Linked DNA regions of Arachis hypogaea: region 2 is linked to region 1. Evidence: chromatin contacts called from public Hi-C data. All regions are on one chromosome and are shown on one strand. Each heading gives the region's core, a stretch centred on a gene start, on an enhancer-like site or on the middle of the called end of the contact. The rest is flanking DNA. Distances are from core to core; before and after follow the strand shown. Region 1 holds the start of LOC112805627 (probable CCR4-associated factor 1 homolog 11). Region 2 holds the start of LOC112696731 (small RNA-binding protein 11, chloroplastic).

Region 1 (5,834 bases), core at 2,328-4,827:
AAAATTTGAGAGTGCAAGGCACAGAGTTCTTAGAGCTACCTGAGCTAACAGATTTTTCTTCTCCTTCAATGTTTTCTATTTTGTAATTTTTCTGTTTAATTTTGTCATGTCTTGAGTCTCATGGAAAAAGACAAACAAGTGAGGTTTGTATGAAAAAGCCATAGAGCGGAAAAGGCAGAGAGTGCAAAATTAAAAGAAAAGGCCATAGATGTCTTAGAGTTCCTTTGTACATCTGTGTTGTGTTTCATGATTTTGTGGGAATCCCCTTGTAAGTTGGGTTAGCACTTTACAATTTGTAATCTAAATGATTATAGTGAAATTCTATCATTGTTGTGATGGAGACTGGATGTAGGCTGCACTGCACTTAGCAGCTGACAAGGATATATCTGGGTGTAATCTTCTATCTCTCTTCCTACTTCAATTCTGTTTTTACTGTTCAGATGAAAAATAAAAAATGTCTCGTGTCAAGTGACGAGACAAAATGAAAATGTCTCGTGATTAGGGACGAGCTAAAAACAGAAAAGTTTCTTCTAAGTCCAGCAAGTGTTAGCAAGCAAAAAGGGGGCTAAGATTCAACCCCTCCTTCTTTTAGCCACTGAAACCATCAAAAACTTAAGACTCACTCATATTTGTATATAATTAGAATTTAAGATTGTCCTTCTTCTTTATTGATATATTTTACATAGGTCACAATTCATTTTGTATATAGCAAAGAAGATCATATTGCTGAGTGTTGTATAAAATAGTTAGAAATTAGGACTTTTCATTATTGTAAGAAAAGTTTTGTTCGGTTGAGCCTGTACTGATAAATTACAATTTTGGTAGCTTGCCTTTATTTCATGAAATTTTCTTTTGAGTGTTTTAATTTGTTCATGTGTAATACTATATTCAGAAAATGTTTAATTAATATTTATTAAGTTAAAATTGCTTTAGATAATGAATAGCAAGTTCATTGTGTTCATTTATATTTTGTGAATATATGCCCTACAATAATACAGAGGTCTCTAGTTTTTGGTAAGTACTTGCCAATTTTGAGTTGTGTAAATGTTAGTCACTGTAAAGAATTTATTGTAATACTCGCCTCCTTAGTGACTCTCAGTAAGATGATGATGAAGCCAATAATAAGATCTTAACATGTTTGCTAAAACTTCAAAGAAAAATAATAATGAAAGTCTCTTTAAAGTTGTGTCTAAACTCAAATACAAACTTGGTCACTACGGAAAAGTCAAAGGTAAAACAATGAAACAACCAATTCAGATGTTATAAAACAATTGTCATATCCGAAAAATAACCAATTGAAATACACTAAGGATTGAAATACACTTCCCCTTCCCCTGCCCCCCCCCCCCTCCTTCTCTTTTTTTTTCTTTTCTCTGAAAAGGACTCCAAAGTCAAGTCTAGTGCCTTATAATGGTTCAGAAAATAACTTCAGTTTGATTAGATAGAATTTACTTTCAAGAAAATACAACATGGAAGATCAATTAGATATTAGTGCCTAATAATGCCTGATATTTTTATACCCTCAATGTATCACTATCAACATAATAACTACTTAAGCAAGTGTAATAGTTGGATTATACTTGATCAGCAGTGGATCCGTGTACTATATATTAGTGCAAGGGAATCCAAAACACAAAAAAGAAACAAATACATGCATGCATACATACTAACATACACTTTTATAAAGACTCCTTTTCAAAACAGAACAATGATCCTCTTCTTGTACTATTTCAAAGGAGCTTAATTAAGTATAAGGTCATAGTCATACCTCGTGCTCTCAAATCCAAAAATAAATTCTCGGCAAGAGTTTCCAACTGTAGCCTTCCTAATGATTGAAATACACTTGCTATAGATTTTGCAAATGAAAGCATTTCTATGTCTATATTTTTCAACACATCTGTAATCTGGATCTTCAGATCACTTTCACAAAGAGCTAATAAGTAATTTTCTGTAATAAGATTTGATTCCAATTAATGTATTTTGGTGCCACATGTAACAAAATTCCTTTTACCTTGGGACCTCAACATACACGATAAGCGAAATTACATCAGTATGTGTCAGGTTAGGCTGGGCACAATCACTTCTATTATCATGAAGCTAGATGCTAGATATGTCCTGGGAATACAATTTAGCATGAATTTTCAAACTGTTTCTAATATCTAAGACGTGAACAAAGACTAACTTGTTAATTGCAGTACAATGGCAAAGCACACCCATGTACAACCAAGATAACAAGTTAAACTAGAATATTTAGTATTTCCATTTCACAATGCATGTCACACAATCCCAAATCAAATGAAGGATCTCTTGTAAAAAGCATCAACATAGTCTCTACATTAAAATAAAGCAAATCATGAATGTCCCACATGGTACTGCTAAAAACTTGTGCTGTATATTCAAATATATGTTACTGTTATCTGAAAAAAAATCGCTACTTTGTAATTCAAGTGTTATAAAATAATTGTCATATCTAAAAAATAATCACTTGATACTACTTTGTAATTTATTGACAAAATGTTGTTACATGATTAGTCTAATATATGATAATTTCTTTCAACCTTATTAAGCTTTTGCAATTTCCAACCCAAAAAAATACATTAACGTATTCCCTAAACCCATCATCATTAGCCAAAAAATAAATTTCTCTAATCTTGTGAAAGGTGTGGCAGGTGAGCACGCTGTCAGACCCGGCCTGATGGCACTGCCTAACAACTCGGTCTGTCAGACCCGGCCTGATGGCACTGCCTAACAACTCGGTCTATGTGAAGTGTGTCAGCCACCTTCTCCAAACCGCCATAGAGGGCATTGCAGAACCTCATCACATGCTTCACGTCATAAGTAGTTCTCCCAAACAGCTCTTTCACAAGCTCCAAGAACTCCTCCAAGCGCGTGGGAAGAACACCCCACGTCAGAATCTTCACCAAATATCCAATATCATAAGCACCATGGAATGTGACCCATGTCAGTGCTTTGTTTAACAGCAGCCCGGATGCTGCTGCCAACTTCGTAAAATGCACCAAAGAAACTCCAGCCACTACGTGCAAAGTCAATGCTCTGGCTGCGTAGGAGTGCCACAGAGTCCTTTGCGTGGATTTCACACATGAGGTTGAAGTCTCGGATATTGAACTGCCAGAAGTAGTGAGTTCTGAGTTTTGTTGTTATTTCCTAGGTCAGGGAGGTTGCCGTGCTCATATGACAGAGTGAGTCCAAGTTGAATGATTTTGAGTGCGTCCACATTGGCCTTCATGACTTGGTAAGTTTTTTCTGGGACAAGATTCCAGTCGGTCTTGTTGTGGGGCAACATGACTACACTGGGAAATTCATTGTCAATGGAGACAAATCAATATTTGTCAATCAGGCTGTTTATCATTTGGAACTCGGAATCAGCGTTGGTAGCCCACACTTGCCTGATCACAACCGAACTATTGGGACTAGGCTCTAGAAGCGGCAGTCGTTCCACAATCCTTGGCTGAGCAGCACGATAAAATGGCAGAAAACCAACAACCATGGGCGGTGGCATCAGACAAACTCTCCGTCGTTGTTGTAGTCGTTCTCGTTCATCATCGACTCTTGTCATTCTTATATATACGGTAGTCATGTTCTTTCTAACTTAACCCTGGAAAGCAACTCTGTTAAATTCTTAGAAACCGAAGAAAAGGATAGAACAAAGGAATGCAAATTGTGTGCTGTGTATGGGTGAACTGGAAATCGTGCACTACTTTTTCTTTGGCTGAGTTTCTCTAAGGAATGCTTAGGCTTGGGTGGATAGGAGTATGAGGAAGAAAAGGAGTTTCTTGCGGTGACGTGTTTTGTGTGGAAGGACAGGAATGAGATGATTTTCAACAATGTTATTGTTTGATGAAGAAAGAATGAAACATGATATAGTTGTTTCCTATTTGTGCTTCAAACTGGAACCGGGGGAGAGGGAGCAAAGAACAGCTAGTCCGAACCTTTCATGCAGGTGTGGTGCGACAACTGGTTCAGGAATGCTTAGGGTCCACGGGAGGAGTACTAAGTTTCTATGTTATTCAATGATGTATTTAAGTTTCTAATTTTGTGTTGCTTTGGTTTCTTTAGGTGCTGCCTTCCACCGTTCTACTAGTTCTTGTTTAGAATTTTGCTATGCGCGTGTAAAGTTGTATTCATTTAAGGAAAGTTTAGGAGATCAATTAATGGTGAAGTTAACTAGAGCCAATTAGTATAACACCCTACTATATTTAATCTTATGCTTAAGTCATAAGACTAAAATAGTATGGTATTACAACTTTTAAAAGTAAAATATATAATAATAATAATAATAATAATAATAATAATAATAATATTAATAATAATAATAATAATAATAAGAAAAAAGATACTCAACTAGGAGTCTTGAAAAACGGGTAAAACAAATGCTCAAAATAAAAAGCGCAACGTTCGAGGAATTGAATTTCTTGCGGGTTAAGAAGCCTAAAAGGAAGTGATAAAGATAAATAAGAGAGAAAGGAAAGCCAAGGAAACAACATAACTAGCTCCTGATTCAAATAATCGTGTCCCAAAAGTGTATAGGTTTCATCGGGTCTAGAGTCGGGTTCGGGTCTAATAAATAGGTCCGGTATATATTTCAGGCCGGGTCTGGGTCATATCAAACCCGGTTTCACCCGACCCATGCACACCCCTACATATAAACATACATAAGTATTCTCAAAATACACCAAAATGCCAAAGTAAACTCCTATCTCTCCCTCAACCTCTAAGAGGAGCAGCATACATAAGTTACTTGGAGAGTAAGCTAAATACATATATACACAAATATGAACAGAAACCCAAAAGACATCGAAGAACTACTTCGCTTCAAGATCCAGACGCCAAGCGAGGAGCTTCTCGACCTGCATCTGAAAAATAACAACACAATATGGAATGAGAACTTGAAGTTCTCAGCATGGTAAAAGTATCACACGTATAATAAATAAGGTCTTGAGAATGCCATAGGCAATCTTAGAACTCCGTTATTCAGTTATCCAACTTAATTACTAAACAAAAACTATAAACAGGGGTAGGTATTCTAAATCTACCTAACTTAATTTCAATCCACACCTATCACCAAACCATTTCTCCATTTTCTCCATCCCTCCATCATCCATAATGCAACAAGAACAAACAACTAAACAAGTTCAAGCACAAGTAATGAACAGATAATACAAGTAGCAAATATACAAGTAGTAGGTGATATATATCAATTAGGCATTCCCAATTAAGGCATAGCAAACAAAGCACACATATGCATATGATGAATGTCTATTCTACTGGCCATGAGCTCACGTGTCAGTTATTTTGTCAGAACCTGACACATTTGGTAGCTAACCCAGACATTGGTCTCTAGGTTGCGCATCTCCAGGAGGATCATAAACAAAGGAGAGTGCCTTTCTACATCGAAGGAGTGTGCCTTTACACCTTTTCCTGGAGGATATACGAAGGAGAGTGCCTTTCCACATCGAAGAAGTGTGTCTTTCTGCCTTACAACCAGAGAAGAATGTGGGGGAAATAATACGAAGGAGAGTGTCTTTTCACCTTCCCACACCTACATCACGACAAGAGAGGGAACTTCCGTCCTCAACTTGCCATATCGACCATTTTGGCCACACACAGTCATTCCTAAATCTCGTCATTTATCATCATCATTTCCTTACATTCGTTCTTTATAGCCATAGCAACAAGTATTCATTTAACTTCACATCATTCCCTTATAATTCATCACGTTTATCCTTTTTGGGTCCTGACTAAACCATTTATCAAACTCTTCTCAACCTTTTTAATATCGAATAACCTTAAAATCAACTCAACTTTAACATTAA
Region 2 (5,834 bases), core at 846-3,345, 540 kb before region 1:
AACAAATAACTCCCAGATCTTTCTTGTTCTTGACTCTAAATAAAGCTACATGTTATTTTGGTTGGTATATTCCTACTTTTAATAATGTCGGACGCCAAAATTTATTTATTATCATTACGAAAGAAATAATTATTGAAAACCGTATTCCTTAAAATTTTGGAGACAATGCCTCATTATATGAATTAAATTCATACTAAGAACCAAAACAACTTGGCCAACTCTGATTACTCAAACTAATGTACTTCCCAATCTTCTTACTTGTTATCAAGTTCCATTGCATAATTATTGGATTGATCAATGATGTGATTTCCCAATCTTTTATATGATGTTTACTTACTTTCTTGCTTTTTGTAATCATATTCTCATGCATGAAATTGTATTTCAAATTATATATGCACTACTACTTATTCAACCAAGGTTTTTCAAAAATTAGTCATATCTCTTCTGTATCCAAACAAAAACACATGTACCGTGCAAATCCACGCTACTCTGCCAGTATACTACACAGAAAACGGCCAAAAAATTCTCCAAACGCCAGTATTCTATTACATAAATCCTTCACCTATTACTTTGTTCTGCTGAGCAATTCTTGTAATTGTTGTAATTGTGTGCATCCATGATCCTAAAAGATACTCAGTTCTGCATATGCTACCTACATGGTCTGCAAAATATTGTGGGCAATTCAGCTGCATCAAATACAATATCTCATATGGAAAATCAACTATCAACTGTGGGGAGTTCAGGGGGTCCTCTTGCAATGGGCATTCCAGTACTCTTGAAATAAGTTGGTTTCGCATAATCAACAAAGATATCGCGGCCATTTAGTGCCTGCAATATGTAAAAACTTAGTGCCAATTTTCACTCTACTAAATTCTAAGCCTCCCACAACAGAAGAGGAGTGTGGCAAGTTTGATAAATTTACCTTCCCATTCATCTGTGAAATGGCATTCGCAGCCTCAACCCGTGAAGCAAAGGTGACGAACCCAAACCCTTTAGATCTCTCCGATACCCTGTCTGTTATAATTTTAGCTGTAAACACAATTAAAAGTTTAAAACAGTCACAACTCCAGAAGCCTAAACCATGAGATACTAGCTATTAATAATGTTAGTGCATTTTTCTTATTCTGAAGCTACCTTCAATTACTTGTCCGCAATCAGAGAAAGCATCTGTCAATCCTTTCTCCGTCGTGTGCACAGACAATCCTGCAAAATAATGAACGGCGCAGCATAATTCCAACGATGAATGACCCTTTCCCAAAAGCTAAAATAAAACACAATTCATACATTCAAGTTAACTAGCTGTTGAAAACAGCAACAATGGGAAATATTTTGACAGCAGCATAAAGCCCTGAGATTGATTTGTTATGTGATGTTCCATTGTTTGCCAAACAAGATGATGATGAATGGCTAGATCCCATTGAGCAACAAAGTGAACACGGAAATGATTCTATAACACATAACAGTGACAACATACAACTCAGTGAACATTCATTTAAAATAAATGAAGAAATAAACACTTTAACTTTCCAAATTTAATTTTCACATACACATCCTATTTTGCACAAAGTAAGTTGACAATTATATTGAATTAACATATGGTTGTCCAATCATCTCCTTTTCAAACTATTCAAACCAGTGTAATTCGTTTTGGATGGGTTCACATTGGAGTCACTTAATATAAAGAAGTGATACAGGAAGACAGGTTTCAGACGCTTCATCAAAATAAATGAATAAATAAATAAGAAAATAATATAAATAATTAGTGCAAAATTTGCAGGAGATAAAAAACGAGAGAACTCCAATGAATAGAGAAGTAGGAAGAGAAAGAACAAGTAAGAGGTTTTGAGAGTTGAGGGTAGAGACCTCCAACGAAGAGCTTGAAAGCGATTCCTCTGCGGAAAGTGAGAAGAGAGGGTGGAGTCAAAGTTCTGTTCGATCCGAAGCTAATCATTCTCCGAAAAGCCGCCATCGAGTTGGAGCTTCCAACACACAATAATGGAAGCAGCGCCGACCAATTTCCAAGCTCACACCCAAATTACCAAATAGTCTCCTCTCAGTTGTAAGTGGGCTTAACACCCACAGCAAGCCCAGCTTTGATGTGGGCTAGCTTGCAACAACTTGATCAGCATCTAATTATTGTTTTTGCTTTGGTTACTCACAAATGTAGCAACCAATTGCACAAAAAAAAAATGGCAACCAATTAACCAACTTGAGTTGGTCGAGTGGTCAACTCACTCATATCCGCTTAAGTAAGTGTCGGGGATTTGAATCCCACCTTGTGCATACAGTAACTTATTGGCCAACGGTAAACCCTTAAATAAAGCTTAGATCCGAGACCGTCCCTAACGTTTGGGAAGAATCTCCTCTGCCATTCTTTCTACCTCTTCTTTCTTAGTCCTTGATCTCTTTCTTATTTGTGCAAGTGTCTTCTCAACTTTCGGATCGAAGAGAATACAATCCTCTTCCCCTTGCATGCACAAAAACAACAAGAAATCAAATGTATCGTGTGGAGTAAAGAAGAAAAAGACAGAAGGAAAGAATAATTAAACGGAATAAAGAAAATAAAATAAAACACGATCTAAGTAATTCAATCGGATGTTTCTTTGTTGTCAATTTCAATTAATCTCCAACAATTACACCAAAAACTTAATTAGCCAAAACTAATACGCTTAGATATTGGCAAGTGCACCAAATTGCATTAAGTAATACCACGGTAAGTGGATATCGTTCACACGAGGATTAACGAATTGAATCATGTAACATCTAATTGAATCTCTAATTAGATCAATCAAACCTTGGTAAGAAGAATCTGGATAGTGAAGTAGAAGCAAGAATAGTAAAAATGATTGTTATTGTACATGAGAGAAAGCTTAGAAATTTTGTAGAGATAATCAAGAATAGAGAGGATGTCAAAAGGCTTTGCAAATGTTAAATTCTTAAAAAAAGCAACACTTTAGATTCTCTTAGACTCATGCAAAAAATTTTTCACAGCAAATCATTTATAATAAAATTCCAATTTCTTAGCAATCTAATTTCTCTTAACTTAATTAATTGCCAATTCTTTGGTGACCTAATTAAGAAAAGAGGTAAAGAACGGTTTCGATTTAAAACCACACAACTTTCAAAATACTATTCCTAGTCAAGTTGAAAACCATGAGAAAGAGTTTCAAGTTAATTCTGATATTAAATTTTCTAAAATAATAATAGAATTTAAAACAAAGTTAGAATATTTTTGTTACTTCTAATCATTAAATATGAAGAACGAAACTCAATATTGAAAAAGTAGAAGAGCATGAAATTAAAATAAAGAAAACGCTTGTATTATTAATCCATAAAAATAAAATAGAACTCCTAACCTTTAATAGAGGAGGTTTAGTTACTCATGGTAGAAAGAAAAATAACCTAAGACTAAAGAGTTTTGATCCATAGACTCCAATATCTCCGATCCTTCTTGTGAACCTTGTTCACGTATTTATATCCTAACTTCCTAACCCTTTGAAATTCAAAAACTAAACTTATCTTTCGAAGAAAAAAATAACAACCTATTCAAATTCAAACGTAATCTAATCTAAATCCTAATAATCATATCCTATCTACCTAGAAGAAGTTCTTGATAACTAATCATTTAAATTTTGAATCTTAAATTGAATTGAAGCTTCCTGGGAGTTGAATTTAGTCTTGGCGCTGGGCTCCTTGAATTGGCGCTGGACTTTAAAACATTTTGGATCATTGGGAGTGAAATTTACACTTGGAGCTGGGCTCAGGATTTGGACGCTGGGCGCCAGCCCACTTTGCCTTTTCCCAAGCACGAAGACGCTAGGCTTTGTGATGGAAGAGTTGGGCACTGGGCATGGGATTAGGGTGCTGGGCGCCACTTCCTTGGAGTTGGGCTTGAAGGTTGGGTGCCCAACTTGGAGCAAGGGTGTTGGGTGCCAGGGTGTTCAGCTTGGTCTTTTCAAGCCTGGCACCAACCTTATGTTCCTCTTTGGAAATGCACTTGTGTTTTCTCATAAAATTCATCCTGTTTTGCTTTAAACATTGTCTGAAAACACAATCATTCTAAAACAACTCCAAACATATGATTACATCAAATCTTCACTAAAAACATAAGAACTTTGATTTAAATCTAAGAAAACTAATAAAAAAAACCTAAAACTAACTAAAGAATTGAAGATATTGTCAATTCAAGTCCAAGTAATGGTGGGATCTCCCATGATTACATACAGACTTCTCTTATTTTTATGGATCTTGCATACTTGAGAATCAAGAATATTTCAAAAACTAAATTCAAATTGTATTATGAGAATCCTTGAACCAGTTTAGTTTACAATTTAACCAAGGAAAGATGTTTGAAGTTATTGACTCTAAGTGTTTTGTCTCAAGGCAGTTCTTGGCTTGGATCCTTCAGATCGATGAATTTTTTAGCTTATCTTGTGTCCTTCCGGGTTTGACTGATATGTGTCTCTGACAACACCTTTTTCTTTATCCATTCGGGAAGGTATGACTAACGCTCGTTTATCATTATGTGACTCTTCTTCGCAGGCTTCCGAATTGGAAGTCGTGTGTCTATCTTCTAGAATGTTGTCCGCCATCGTACGGTATTGATTACTAGATCTTTGGTAACAACGATAATGTTCTGAGACTGATGCCAAGGCATCTAGGCCAGTTTCACTGACCTTTTCTTTACTGTTTTAGGGTAGTTTCGTGCATTTTCCTAGTAAACAAGGCAAGTTTTAGGTGAAAATACACTTACACCTTCATTCAAGCAACTATTGTGAATTTTGCATGATTTCATGAGATTTTTTGCCAAAATTACATGATATTTTAATGACGCATAATATCATGATTTTGGCTAGAGCTTTGATGCACTTTAATTGCTTGATTTCAGGACAAATGAAGCATGGAAGAATCACGTTAGCATTCACGTTAACTTAGTTAACGTGACTACTAACGTGGGATGGCAATTGGCTTACAACGTTAATGAGAAAAGTGATCACCAATAACGCCTGCGAAGCCACTTCATAGCCTACGTTAAGAGTCACGTTAACTAAGTTAACGTGGTACTTAACGTAGAAGGAAAGGAGTACTCCACGTTAATGAGAAACGTGAACTCCAATAACGTTTCTCCTCAACGCTAGTGGTAAAAGTGAACACCACTAACGTTGGGAAACTAGGCAATGCCCCACGTTAAGAGTCACGTTAACTAAGTTAACGTGAACTCTAACGTGGACAAGGATCAACACTGCCAACATTAGTGACACTCACTTTTGTCACTAACGTTGGATCATTTTCATTGCCTACGTTAACTCTCACGTTAATATTGTTAACGTGAAAGTTAACGTGGAGTGGGGTTCAAAGAACCAATGTTAGTGACACTCATTTTTGTCACTAACGTTGGAAGATGGCTTCATTACTACGTTAAAAGGCACGTTAACTTAGTTAACATGGGTTCTAACGTAGGGGATTAAGGCAATTAGAGCGTTAGTGACAAAGGTGAGTGTCACTAACGCTCTCGAAGGTGATAGGTGCCCACGTTAAGAGCTATGTTAGCTAAGCTAACGTAAGACCTAACATAGGAGGCAAAAGGGCAAGCAACATTAATGGAAAAAGTGATTTCCATTAACGTTTGCGAAAAGGGGCACAAGCCAACGTTAATGGAAAAAGTGAGTCACATTAACGTTGGCCAAGAATTGAGAAGGAACGTTAGAAGTCACGTTAAGACTTCTAACGTTGAGAATAACGTGGGCATATAAGGGTGGAACGTTAGTGGAAAAGGTGAATGCCACTAACGTTCTCGCACCCAGAAATGTATTCCACGATTAATCTCACTAAAT

Evidence for each region. A called contact is a pair of places that touch in the nucleus more often than the background predicts.
Region 2: a contact with region 1 is called in a Hi-C map of leaf, with 6 times the contacts expected there. The contact joins the promoter of LOC112696731 here to the promoter of LOC112805627 in region 1. A contact is called at or near these places in 3 of 8 Hi-C or Micro-C datasets (all in leaf).

The regions. Positions count from the first base shown.
Region 1 is chr6:75,646,821-75,652,654 of arahy.Tifrunner.gnm2.J5K5, reverse strand. It overlaps LOC112805627 (probable CCR4-associated factor 1 homolog 11), which reads right to left and starts at 3,577. Exons shown (of 3, transcript XM_025847985.1): 1 at 3,408-3,577; 2 at 3,101-3,311; 3 at 2,706-3,002. The coding sequence starts at 3,577. The coding sequence ends at 2,706.
Region 2 is chr6:76,182,687-76,188,520 of arahy.Tifrunner.gnm2.J5K5, reverse strand. It overlaps LOC112696731 (small RNA-binding protein 11, chloroplastic), which reads right to left and starts at 2,095. Exons shown (of 4, transcript XM_025749574.2): 1 at 1,864-2,095; 2 at 1,135-1,203; 3 at 923-1,029; 4 at 405-828. The coding sequence starts at 1,969. The coding sequence ends at 718.